Linked DNA regions of Mus musculus: region 2 is linked to region 1. Evidence: chromatin contacts called from public Hi-C data. All regions are on one chromosome and are shown on one strand. The core of a region is the stretch at or near the end of the contact, and the rest is flanking DNA. Distances in the headings are between cores, read along the strand shown. Region 1 has its middle 3.9 kb from the start of Gm35130. Region 2 overlaps Msrb3 (methionine sulfoxide reductase B3).

What was found. A called contact is a pair of places that touch in the nucleus more often than the background predicts.
Region 2: a Hi-C map of tail fibroblasts shows a contact between it and region 1, with 4 times the contacts expected there. The contact joins two enhancer-like sites. A contact is called at or near these places in 1 of 15 datasets of contacts at CTCF or cohesin (the NIH/3T3 cell line), 32 of 484 Hi-C or Micro-C datasets (3T3-L1-derived adipocytes, the AML12 cell line, the C2C12 cell line and 19 more), 10 of 115 datasets of contacts at active chromatin or transcription factors (acute myeloid leukemia, bone marrow-derived macrophages, a colorectal cancer cell line and 7 more) and 3 of 9 other capture datasets (embryonic stem cells, liver and pancreatic islet).

The regions. Positions count from the first base shown.
Region 1 is chr10:120,719,900-120,725,995 of GRCm38.p6, reverse strand. No RefSeq gene overlaps it. Among named protein-coding and RNA genes, the nearest start is that of Gm35130, 3.9 kb to the right of the region's middle. Within about 2 kb of position 3,320, at least 23 of the 459 cell types and tissues checked have an H3K27ac peak or open chromatin away from gene starts, as enhancers often do. A contact at or near this core is called in tail fibroblasts, where this site is marked.
Region 2 is chr10:120,860,979-120,867,074 of GRCm38.p6, reverse strand. The region is part of intron 2 of Msrb3 (methionine sulfoxide reductase B3); the gene reads left to right. Gm15910 (predicted gene 15910) reads right to left here. Exons shown (of 3, transcript NR_038023.1): 3 at 3,747-6,096. Among named protein-coding and RNA genes, the nearest start is that of Gm15910, 6.4 kb to the right of the region's middle. Within about 2 kb of position 2,419, at least 11 of the 459 cell types and tissues checked have an H3K27ac peak or open chromatin away from gene starts, as enhancers often do. A contact at or near this core is called in tail fibroblasts, where this site is marked.

The DNA.
Region 1 (6,096 bases), core at 2,071-4,570:
CCACACCTACTCCAATGAGGCCACACCTCCCAATAGTGCCACTCCCTACGAGCCTATGGGACCGCTTTCATTCAAACGGCCACATGCTCCTGTTCCTTCATAATTCTGCATTGGATTTATCTAACTCAAAGCTTATGATATATAATTTAGGATAGTGATAATAATAATTGTTATAGACTTTATGGACTAACAGCTTTCTTTGCAAAATCCATTCACTCGGGGTCTTAGTTCCCAGTGTGGGGTGTGGACTTCAAGGAAATAATTGAGATTAAATGAAGTCACAGAGGTTGAACCCTTGTGCAATAGGATTAGTGCCCAGGCACAATGCTATACCAAAGAAACAAGTCTTCCCTCCCCATCTCTTTTCTTCTTTCCTTCCATCCCTTGCCCTCTCTTCCTTTCTCTCTTGATCTCTCTGCACACCACACAAGGATTATGGAGTGTTTATACCAAGACACAACTGAGAAGGCAGCTATCTGATATCTAGAAGGAAATCTTCAAGAACCAAACCATTCACCTGTTGGGCCTGGATCTTGATTCCAGGGTTTAGAGAAAGCAAATGTGTTGTTTAAGACAGCCATTCTATAATGCATTGTCATGGCAGTCCAGGTCAATAGAAGTAGTGACGATGTGTATGTGATATTTATGGAGTTCTTCTTATAGAATTCCGTATCTATAAGAACACTGAGGTGAGTAGCTTTCTAGAGGGAATGTAGCTAAGGATGTGCAAAGGAGAATTCTCTCTGAGCCCAGGTTCCCGGAGATCTTTCCTTTAACCTACACTGCTGGTCAGAGACATTCACTGGGACAGTCACCATACTGAACCAAGCTTCTCCCTGACCACGGACTCATGACCTTGTCCGGCATCCTCATCAGACCAGCACCAAAGAGCTTCTTTCCCCAGCTTGGCAGCTTGATCTTTTCTTTAGAACTATAAGAGCTTGGTAATGTTTGACCTGATGGTTGTGTTGTGTGTTACATGGTAGTGTTGTGCATCTCAGAGGCACTCCTGTTTTCCCATCAAGATTCCTGGGCCATGCCACCCAGCTGTGTGTCAGAGGATGCAGTGTGACAAGAATACAGTAACATTGGTGAACAATGGAAATATGTTCTCTAATCATTTTGAATCTCTTTGCCCAGGAATTGGTTGAGTAAGACAAAGAAAAACCAAAAAAGTGGTCTCCTAATATGGTGCTTTGGTATATACCATAAACAGTCATTTCTATGGGGCAGAGAAGCTCGAGCTGTTGACTCTCTAGGGACACATTTTTCTTTCTATTTTCTTCTCTGCGATGGGATATGCTGTTATGGAACAGTGGAGATCAGGGTTTCTCGCATGCCTGTGCATTTTCCCATTGCTTTTTTATGCTATTTCAGTTGAAAGTTATTTTTCCCAGAAAAAAAAATCATTATGAACTATTTGGAGCAGTCATGGTTTTACTGGGTGCTAAAGATTTCTCTCTCTAGTTTTGTCACCAGCAATAGGGAACCTGATGTGGGGCGCGGTCACTGTCCCATGATAGCGCAGTGGTAGAGCTAAGAACAGCATTCCAAACTTGCACTTTAAAGTGGAAAGATCTGGCAAAAGTGGCATGCTAAGTGGTTCTGTCTCGTCACATTGCACTAAGGAACCTTCTGCTCGGGGAAGTAAAGGTTGACTTTATGCCAAAAGCTTATGGTGTGCTTTCAGAGTCACAACGATGCGCCAGGCCTCAGAGCTAACTCAGAAGCAAAGGCCTTCCGTGTGGAATTTTCACGTGGGCTGGGCAGGTGGCATTTCCCTCAGGGCCCATGAGTGTAGAGATGGTTTCTGAGACCCCAAGCTCCAGACTTCCTGCTCTTCCCTCAGGCTCCTTCCTATTCCACACACCTTTCTGAAAAATCTCTGTAGCTCTTCTGTTCTTCCCATGGCTTTTTCTCGGCACTTTGGAAACTGTTAGAAAGATCACCACCTTTCCCAGCTCCATCCCCTGTTGAAACTGGCAGTGTCTTGTGATCCACTCATGCCATGTGCCCAGTCTTTACTGTCCTCTTTAGAAAGTCAAAGCAAACATCTGGGAACTTTAGTGAACAGCCCAGGCTCTAAGGCTCTCAATGAAGTGGCTGACACAAAACTAGGCAGACTCAGTAACTACCTTTTAAAGAAAATGATGCCTTTTGGCACCTCCATTATTTTAGCCCCTTCACACTTGCCTGTCACTTACAGAAGAAACATACCAACCAAAGGACATTATAGAATACGTATTGATTATCAATTCTCAGAGCCACCATTCACTGAGTACTAGTTAATTGTTTTCGTTTAAGATAAACTTTCAGGTTAATTCTGCTGAAATCCAGAAAGCCGGGGGTGGGGTGGAGTGGGGGGCTGTACATGTAGTACTATTTACCAGAGAGATGAGGACATCTTCAAAGCCAATGGCAGAGAGAGGATGAAGTTTGGATGTGGAAAGAGCATTAGGAAGCCAAAGGTGTTGTAGCTCCTTGAATGGCATAGAACAAACAAGACAGAGATTATAAAGACAAGAAGGCTCGAGGGGTGGCAGAGTGTGGGGATTACACCAGGAACGGTAGAAGGATAAAGCTTAAATCGGAGTGGGCAGTTGGCTGCATATGCAGCCATACCCAGCAAGTCTATCCGCCTATCCATCACCATCCAGAGTCGTCTCCACAGGTCAAAACAGCTGTCATGAGCTGGTTGGATACAGGGCTGTTTAAGCAGTTGTAAATGGGATGGAACTGGGGGTCGGAGACCACACCAAATACAGCCAGTACCTTGTGGTGAGTGCCGTGGGAAGCTCTGGCTGGGCCCTTGGCTCTGTCCATTCCATCTTTTCTGTCTTTCCGTCTCCACTCCATCCTTTTGCACCTTCCTGCTGACCTGGCCCCTCACTCCGAAAGCCCTGCAGGCTGAGAGACCTCAGATGCGCTACTCTGCTCCACCCACTTTCCCACACTCAGGAGGACCTTGGGTGGGGAGGTTGGAAGGGATCAAGGAGAGCATCCTGCTGAGATGAGGTCGGAGGCAGCCTGGACATCAAAGGTACCCAGGCCGCAGAGCTTGGGAGGAGGGCAAGGCCCCCTAACAGAAGGAGCCAGAGAGTGTTCCTTGCTGGCTCCTCTTACAAGGAAAGCCTCTCACCTTGTCTTTGAATTAAAATGGGAAGCCAAGATTTTTTATCCCAAAGGCTATAAGGGAATTCTTAAACCGCAGGTGTCAGTTTCTATTAAAAAAAAAAAATTAAGTTTCAGACCTCTGGCTAGTGAACGTCTGAGAGAGCAGTTGAATGAATCATTAACTCTGTTTGGATGCTTCATGTAGGTCAGTCAGACTTCCTGCTGCTCACTCCGGGAAGCACACTCCAGATTCTTTAGGGAGAGACAGCACGTTATCCTCTAGAGCATCTCCAGCCCTTGATTCGCAAGCAGGCTGCCTCTCACAGCAGCCATTCTGTGCGATCAAGCCCATGGTGAACCTCTAGGGACTCATTTCCTAAGCTATGTTAATAATCCTAACATTCTTAGGGAAGCCAGTTCCCTCACAAGTGGTAGGATGCCCAGCCTCTGTGGGGAGAAAATTTGAAAAGGGACTTCCTAACGTCCCCCCAAACGACAGAATACGATCACCTTGCAGACCTCCTCTGCCCCCGCCTCCACATTCCTCTTCACTTATATAGCCGTTGGGTTTCAATGGGAAAACCAAAGCCAGGATACTTGCTAGACACCCGACAAATGCCAGTTTGGGGTGGGAGTCTGAGAGGACTCTGGGTAGGAGCTGTCAGACCCGGGGATAGCTGCTCCCAGGGAGACCCAGCATTTTAGCGCTCACAGAAGGCGCAGGCGCACAAGGTCTTCCATCGTAACCCCAAGTTCTCTCCAAGCCAGCCCCACGGACTCTGGCAGGATAGCCTAAGGTGATAGGATTGGAAGGAAGTTGGGTAGGGAATTGAAGGCACTGTGTCCTCCCTCCCTGACTCCGGCTTCAGGTAAACGTGTGTATTTAGCTACAGCCACAACCACGAAGTGCCCCCCCCCACTCCCTATCCCCGAATGTTTTCTTGGAAGTCAATTAAAACAAGGTGAATCACAGTAGGAGATAAAAACAAATAAATGCCAGCTGGCTGAGGCTTACCAGCCCTTGACTGGTTTGTTTACACATAAAGAACAAAACAAAATAAGATAAAATAAAACACTGTCATCTTTCCTCATAAGAGCTGTAATTAGACTTGTGCCTCGCACAAGACAGAGAATGGATCCCAGTGCCCGGCGGGAATTGCTGTTGCCTCAATTCTCAGCGTTCGGCAATTTTTTTTTTTCGTTTGGCAATTTGTTTTTGCTTGTTTGTTTGTTTGTTTTGTTTGGTTTGGTTTTTTTTGGTTTTTTTTTTTTTGGCTTTGTTTTGTTTAATTTGACCATTTTCTGATTCTGCCAGGAGGCATATTTTTCTCTCTAGCGCACATCTCTAATCAGTATCTACCTCCATGTTTCTCTGGCTGTGGTATAGTTAGCAGAAAGAGCAGGGTTCCTGGGGGCAGGGATGGGGGAGGGGAGGGGAGGGGAGGGGAGGGGAGAGAGAGAGAGAGAGAGAGAGAGAGAGAGAGAGAGAGAGAGAGAGAGAGAACTCAACAATCTACAAGCTGGATCACAGTGGCTTGTGAGGGCCACATCCCTTAGGAGAGACTTGGCAAACCTGGGTCAAAAGACTTACACACTCTTGTCTGGCTCACATGCCTTCAAAGCTCAACTGTTCTGTGTTCTCTTTGGGTTACAGATACACAGCAATTCTCAGCATCACCATAGCCTCCTTTGCTGATCCCTGCAACTCCTGCCTGAACCCTTTCCCAGTTTAATCGTGCAGGAATGCTGTTCCAAAGACGTAGGGTCATAAGGGTGCAATAAATCAATCCCAATACACCCCTAATGAATGGCAAATTAAACAACATTTGTTTCAGGTTCATAGGTCCTCTTGGAAGATGCCATTTTAATGCAAACAAAATTGCCGCCTGTCAGGTATGAAGGGATAGGAGGGTAAAGTGAGGAGGACTTGTAGTCTTCTGTGCCTTTTAAGATAAAGGATTTTTGTTTTGTTTTGTTTTTCTTTTCACCAGAAATAGCCACAAAGTTAATTTGCTCAACTAACTGACTCCGAGATCTTTCTGTAGTTCTTATCCTGGAACAGAAGTTTCAGAGCGCTGGGAACTCTGGGCTAACCTAGATCCTCGGTTCTGTTTTTACTGACGCTTGTTATGGGGATGGGCTGGGGTAGGCGTTTCTGGGAGGCTGGCATGCATGCCCCAGGCTGCAAGGTTTGAGCTAAAACAAATCTTCCAGTTACATACAATGATCACAGAGACTCGGCCCTTTCTCACCCTCGCTTTCCACCCAGGGGCTGGAATAAACTTGTTAGAGCTTCATCAAGAGGGAAAAAAAAAAAAAAAGGATAGCTTTTAGTCTTCCATGGCCCCTAAGCTTTTAGGTAATAAATAATAAAAGGTATTTATTACACGTTATGTTACAGTGACATAGTGGAATCCAAATGCTTTTAACCATAACACTTTCTTCCTCAGATGTTAAAAAGAAAAGAGTATTAGAATTTGGGAAGGAGGACAGCAGGAGCGGTGCCTTTAAAACTTGAGGAATGTGGTAAAGAGAGCCCTGTGTGTTTTTTATAGGCGCAGAATGGGGTGGGGGGAATGCCTGGAGAAACCCCAGGCAGGAAGTCAGGGGATTAGGGCTCCCAGCCTGGCGTTGCCACTGTCTGGCTGTTACCTTGGGCAGGAGCTCCACCCTGGCTTGCTCTCTGCTTCTCATTTACCTTGTAAACAGTGAGCAAGCTTCCTGTTTTGTTAGCTATTGGGTCTCCTGGACCACACTCTTGCATGATGCTTTCTTTTACCTCAAAGGAGCCAGGCTCAGTATGGCTAAAGGACAAGAGGCAGAGAAACAGGCGCTGCCCCTTTCCTCAATGCTACAGTCAGGCTTGGCACTAAAGTCTTCCCCCACCCCCTACAGATGTAGCCTCCCTCACCATGCTTCTGGCAGTAGAGTATTGTGGTTATAAACATAGGCTCTCCAGTCCAGTGCAGAGTCCACCTGGGG
Region 2 (6,096 bases), core at 1,170-3,669, 140 kb before region 1:
ATTTAAAAAATGTCGTTGTGATGACGAGAACCCTAACCTTTACGACTTGGTACACAGAGGGAAAGAGGGCAAAATGGGAGGCATAGGAAATTAACATGAAATTTTTATTTCTTGCTTTAAATCCCTGTTCCTTGGCCCAAACCCATTACGACAGAAATGTCTGTAAATCAAAAAAGATTTTGGTTCCTTATCCCCATTAAATTTGAGTACTGAATAATAATTCAATATCGAATAGCAAATTAATTTTGAATAATTATTCAACATTGATTTTGAATAATAATTCAATACAAAATAACTCCAGAGCTAAAAGGAAATAATAATTGAAACAGGCTCCTAAGATTGATCGTAATGGGCTGGCCTGCTGGAAGCCTGTATCTCAGAAGTGATTTATCATTTTCCAGCTCTGGCTTGCCTTTCTCCTTATTTTTTTAATAATGCATAATTTTAACTAAGAGCTTATTAGGTGCATCTGAGTTATGGTTCACTCATGTTTGTCATTAAAGGTCATTTTTCTCACTCAGGATTTCTTGGTAATTTCCCACAACAGCTCCTGTAAGTATTATAAAGCACCCCGGGCCCGGAGCAGAAACTTTGACCACAGTTCTGTCCTTGGCTTGTGTGTGACCCTGGACATGTCTGTGAGCCTGCCCAGATTTCCTTCTCCTCTTCTTTAAAATGAAGAAGGAAAGTTAGATAATCTGTTCCATCATGGAATTCCGTGCTTTGTTTTTCTTCTTAGCTACAGTTTTCATTTCTGGCTGGAGGTGAATTACATCGCAAATGTCAGTATTAATTATTACTCCAGACCTACAGGAAAGTCTGCTAGGTAGTACTTGAGCACCAGAATCCTCGTCACTAAAGCAAGATGAAAGGACTATCCGAAGAGGGATCGTGCAGCAAAATTTGATGCACAGTTTTAATCCTAGGGAAAATTTGGTATTGCGGTGGCTTAGATCAGATAGCATGGTAGTTCTTGGCCAACTAGAGGCGCTGTCTAGATAGGTCTAGTTCTAGTTCTAGTGATAAGCCACACTTCACACCATGCACACAGGAAGCAGTTGAGACTCTGAAGTCACCTCATCGACCTGTTTAACAAACCAGCCCACGACTGCTAGGTCGTTTGGGAAGATAGCGTTCTAGTGAATAAATGAAAACTCCCAAGGGCTCATTCCGAAAATGGGGTTTGAAATACAAAGACCATGCTCTGTGAGAGGAGAACTAGTGAACCAGGGGCTTGCGACTCTAGAACGTGACACAGCGTCTGGTGGTTGGTATTTCTTAAACGAATATATATGCACACATATATACATACACACATGTATACATATACACATATACACACATATATACACACACTATATACATATTCACATATATACATACATATATATACACATACACACACATATATACACACACAAATACACATACACACCTATATATACACATATACACATATGTATACATACACACACATATATAAATATATATATACACACATATAAATGCACACACACATATGTACCATCTAGAATTTATTTGCCTTTTTCTCTAAAATAGTATGAGTTCATTGGTTTATTAGTTGTTTGAAGGTGCATACATAGTTCTTATACTTACTACGAGAATTAAGAACTCTGGCTCATCTGGTCACAGCTGTGGAGCAAATTAGTATGTTTGTACTTTATTGAGTACAGATGCACACAACAGCATCTCTGTAAAGCAAAAAGCACCATTTTCAATTAAAACTGACAATAGTTCATTAGCAGCAACTGGTGTTACATCTACTTTAAAATCACCCCGCCTACCCACTGGAACAGCACAGTCTCTGTTAGTGCTGTTAAAATAGGCCTGTTAAAATCCGGACCACCTCCTATGGTCTTCTAGGAAACAAACAAATCAACCAATCAAACAAACAGTTTTGTGGACACAATGTGTTTGTAGTTTCTCGTTTTCTATTGTTCTTGTTCTAAAACCCCTGGGCTCTGCGAGAGGAGCTCAGAGCCTGTTCTCAGGCAGACAGGAAACCACTGTGAAAAGGACCAGGGTTTGGTAGCCCTTGGTTCTCTGTTGCTGTCACTAGTACAGTTCTGATTTTTCTGCTCACCATTTCCACAAGTTCATCTCACCTAGATTTTTAATTATACTAACATTTTGAAGAATACATAGAAACACAGATATGTATGATGTGTACGTGTGATATGTGTGTGTGTGCATGAGCGTGTGTGTGTGTGTGTGTGTGCATGTGAGCATGCAGTTCTTCAGGCTTGATGCGGGGCCTCGTACATGCCATATACACTAACAGGCCAGGAGTGGTGTGTTTGTTTGTTTAAAGAGGGATAACTTTAAAAACAGAGACAAGTTTCTGCATAGTTTGCAACAGAATTAGAAAGCAGCTGACTGGTTGCTACACCTGCCTTCCAGTAGGTGGCGCTGGCTTTACATTTCTTTCACAGCTTGTACTGCAGTGTTAGCATTGAACACATAGGTGCATTGTAAAAATCTGAAAGTATGTAAGGAATATCCAGTTAAGAACATATGGATTTACGAACCACACTTTCCCTGCCTATACCGTGTTCCGACGATATGCGTAGAGTGAAACCTTTTTCGTTTTCAATAGGACTCCAACCCCCTTTACTCCGACGTTTCTTGGAAATGTCTTTCATATGTAGACTCTCTACAAACTAAAACAAGTTTTTGTAAATTAACTTATCTTGTACCAAATAGCTGATTTAGCAGTAATTTATAGCTTTATATGCAGCTAAATTTTCTGCAGCGGACCACCCAAGAATTAAAGAAAACTACACATTTTGTTTTGCCATGTTTTGGATTTTTATAGAATCTCGAGATGTTATTAGTTAAACATGTTGAATGTTAAGCATGGATCAGTTTTTGCATGAATGGAATATTTTAGGAAACTAGAAAAATTATATTTTAAATATTTATTAATGAGTTGATTAATGAGTTGAGTATTTTTGAAACAAGATTTAGTAGCTTTATAATATAGTAAAGCTTCAATTAATATGGAAAACTTGATATGTGGTGTTGTTTAAAAAATCATTTGTGGAGAATGCATATTTTGTCAAGGCCGATTTGTCACAAAATAATGTATATGTATAAATCCAAAGTGCCAGGCATATGCCTTACTAAACTTTGTTAAATGGCAAACAAATCAATAATTATAAAATCCATAGTGCAGTAGAATAGTCAAGAGAGGCATGGAGAATATCTTAAACACATTTCAGTATTTCTTCTTGAACATTAAGCATAACAATGAGTGTAAAAGATATAAAACATTACTGTCTCCAACACTTCTATAGGATAAGAAAGTCAGCGCCTTTAATCCCAGCACTCGGGAGGCAGAGGCAGGCGGATTTCTGAGTTCGAGGCCAGCCTGGTCTACAGAGTGAGTTCCAGGACAGAGAGCCAGGGATACACAGAGAAACCCTGTCTCGAAAAACAAAACAAAACAAAACAAACAAACAAACAAACAGTCAGGACAAGATGAATGTGGAGACACTGCTTAGCTAGGCTGGTTCTGCAGTTACCCATGCTCACAGAGATGTTGGAAACGATCAGAGAGGAATGACAGGATCTTCCCCGCAGCCCCTGTGCATGATGAAGCAGCGAGCCAGAGGGAACTGCAGAACACGCCCCATCACACCTGTGGGTTTTCACCATCAGTCTTGCCCAGTTTAGAGTTTCAACTGAAACAGTTTAGTCAGCAATCAAACTTTTCATGATTCCTTTTGCTGGATACATTTTAATTTAAAGTTATTTAAGCTAGGTTATTGAGACAGAGTGACAAAATGATAAATAAGCAAATGTAGATATTTTGTGCCTTCACATTTGAAAGCAACTATTTATGGGAAAGCTTAACATCTGTTAGAAATGCCTTAATTTCCCCCTTTATCTGTATTTAATACGCCCACACAAGTATCACTTATCTAAAAATGCTTCAAAAGTATTTACTAGGTACACAGTGGATTAATAAATTATATACTTGCACAGTTACACATATTAACTTTTATGATAAATACTTCTCCCTTCAACACTACTTTATGATGCTTATATTCAGCCACGCGATTACAGAGAACGGGATATTATTTTAAATCAATAGATTATTTGAATTTTAGGCAAGCCAGGAAAATCTACCATTGTAAATATCTTTACAGTTGTAATTTTATAAGATTTTACTGCCAGAATACATATTATCTCAGGATGACTCATTCCACTTGATTAATATTTTAATATCACCCATGTGATTTTATATAACTTAACCTCAAGTTTCAGAGCCTTTTACTATAGTTTTGGCATTGATGAAGAAACAAATTATATATTCCTTACTGGTTTGTTTTTATTACCAGTTTGCTGTGGGGCCCCGGAAGCATCCTTTTCTACCTTTTATTCCATGTCTTCAACTGTAAACTAAGAGTTATATAACATTTATTATTATTATTATTATTACTTTTACAATTAGACAGAATTCTCAAGTGTTACATTAGCCGAAAATTTCCCAAACCTTGTAAAATAGAACCTCCACTTCTTGCTATCCAAGAGAAGAAAGCGGAGAAAAGAAACCAGGGAGCAGCCGGCTAAAACCCGGAGAGGACGATGGGGTGGCCAGGCAAAGTATTTCTTGTTACAGGAAATGCTTGGATCCTGTAAAGTACCAGAAAGGCTGAGATTTTTGACTGGTTGATTCACTGCTCCATTCACACCAGAACCACGTCTGTCACATCACGGGCACCCGATGCATGTCTGTGGACCGGGTGAATGTCGGTGAACAAGCAGTGGTGGCGCCCGCCTTTAATCCCAGCACTTGGGAGGCAGAGGCAGGCGGATTTCTGAGTTCGAGGCCAGCCTGGTCTACAGAGTGAGTTCCAGGACAGCCAGGGCTACACAGAGAAACCCTGTCTCGAAAAAAGAAAAACAGAAAAAAAGAAAAACAAAACAAAACAAACAAACACCCCTTAGGCCTCAGAACAGTGCCTCAGGAAGATGGCCGCTGGAAGGAAGTACTTTACTGATGCTCTTGTGAGTCCTCATAGACACTCCCTTGTCGTTTAACTATAGAGGCAGGAGAAGGGTAAGAAATGTTTTGCTGCTTTCTGCACCATACGGCAGGATGGCTTCCTGGGACCAGATTTCACAGAGGACAGGAAAGGGTGTCAAGGACGAGGTAGCTGTACCTAGCGGGGCGTGGAGCTGGCAGGAGATGACCGTGTGCTTGGGGAATGTGAGTTAGCAGTAGTGGGGCATAGTAAGGTACCACAGAGCATGCGCTGAGGAGAGCGTAGTCAACGGCTGGGTACAACCTCCAGGTCCGGGCTCCTGTCACATAGGCGTGTGAGCACACCAGGTAACTTCTTCAGGCATTAACTGCTTCTTAGGGGTTTTAGTCTAGAAGCTTGTCAGTTTTCAGTTTATAAGATGAGGAATATTAGTTCTGTTATTTACCCTGTAAATTATCAGTTGATGCTACGATATATTACTGTCTTCATAAATTTGAATACTCAGCTTTTTCCACTCTACTATTTTCATAATGAGGATTCAGCTTAAAAAAAAACCAAAGTGATGGGGGTTGGTGAGGGGGCTCGGCTGTTAAGAGCACTGGCTGCTCTTGCAGAGGACCTGGGTCAGAGTCCCAGCATCCTCGTGGCAGATCCCAACTTTCTGCTAACTCCAGTTCCAGGGGATCCAGTGCCCTCTTCTGGCCTCTGCTGGTACTACATGCATGCTACACCTACTTTCAGGCAAAACACTGCTATCCATGAAATAAAAATAAATAAATCTTTAAGACAAACATTGTGATAAGGACATATGATAGTTTGGCAGTATTCTTTCCTCTTTCTAGTGGAGCATAGATAATGTACCACATTTTAAAATGTACAGTAATATGAGAGTCTTTCTGAAATGGACCACATGAAGGAATCAGGTTGATTCTCCTAACCTGATTTGACTATGGGAAATTCCCCCTCTCTCTTTCCAAGGGGAACAACAGGTTAGCATTTCTTTCAGGAGTCAATGTTTTATAAGATACTCTCTGGCCCATGCTGGATCAACAACCTCATAACCTTACATTTAAGAACAGTTATG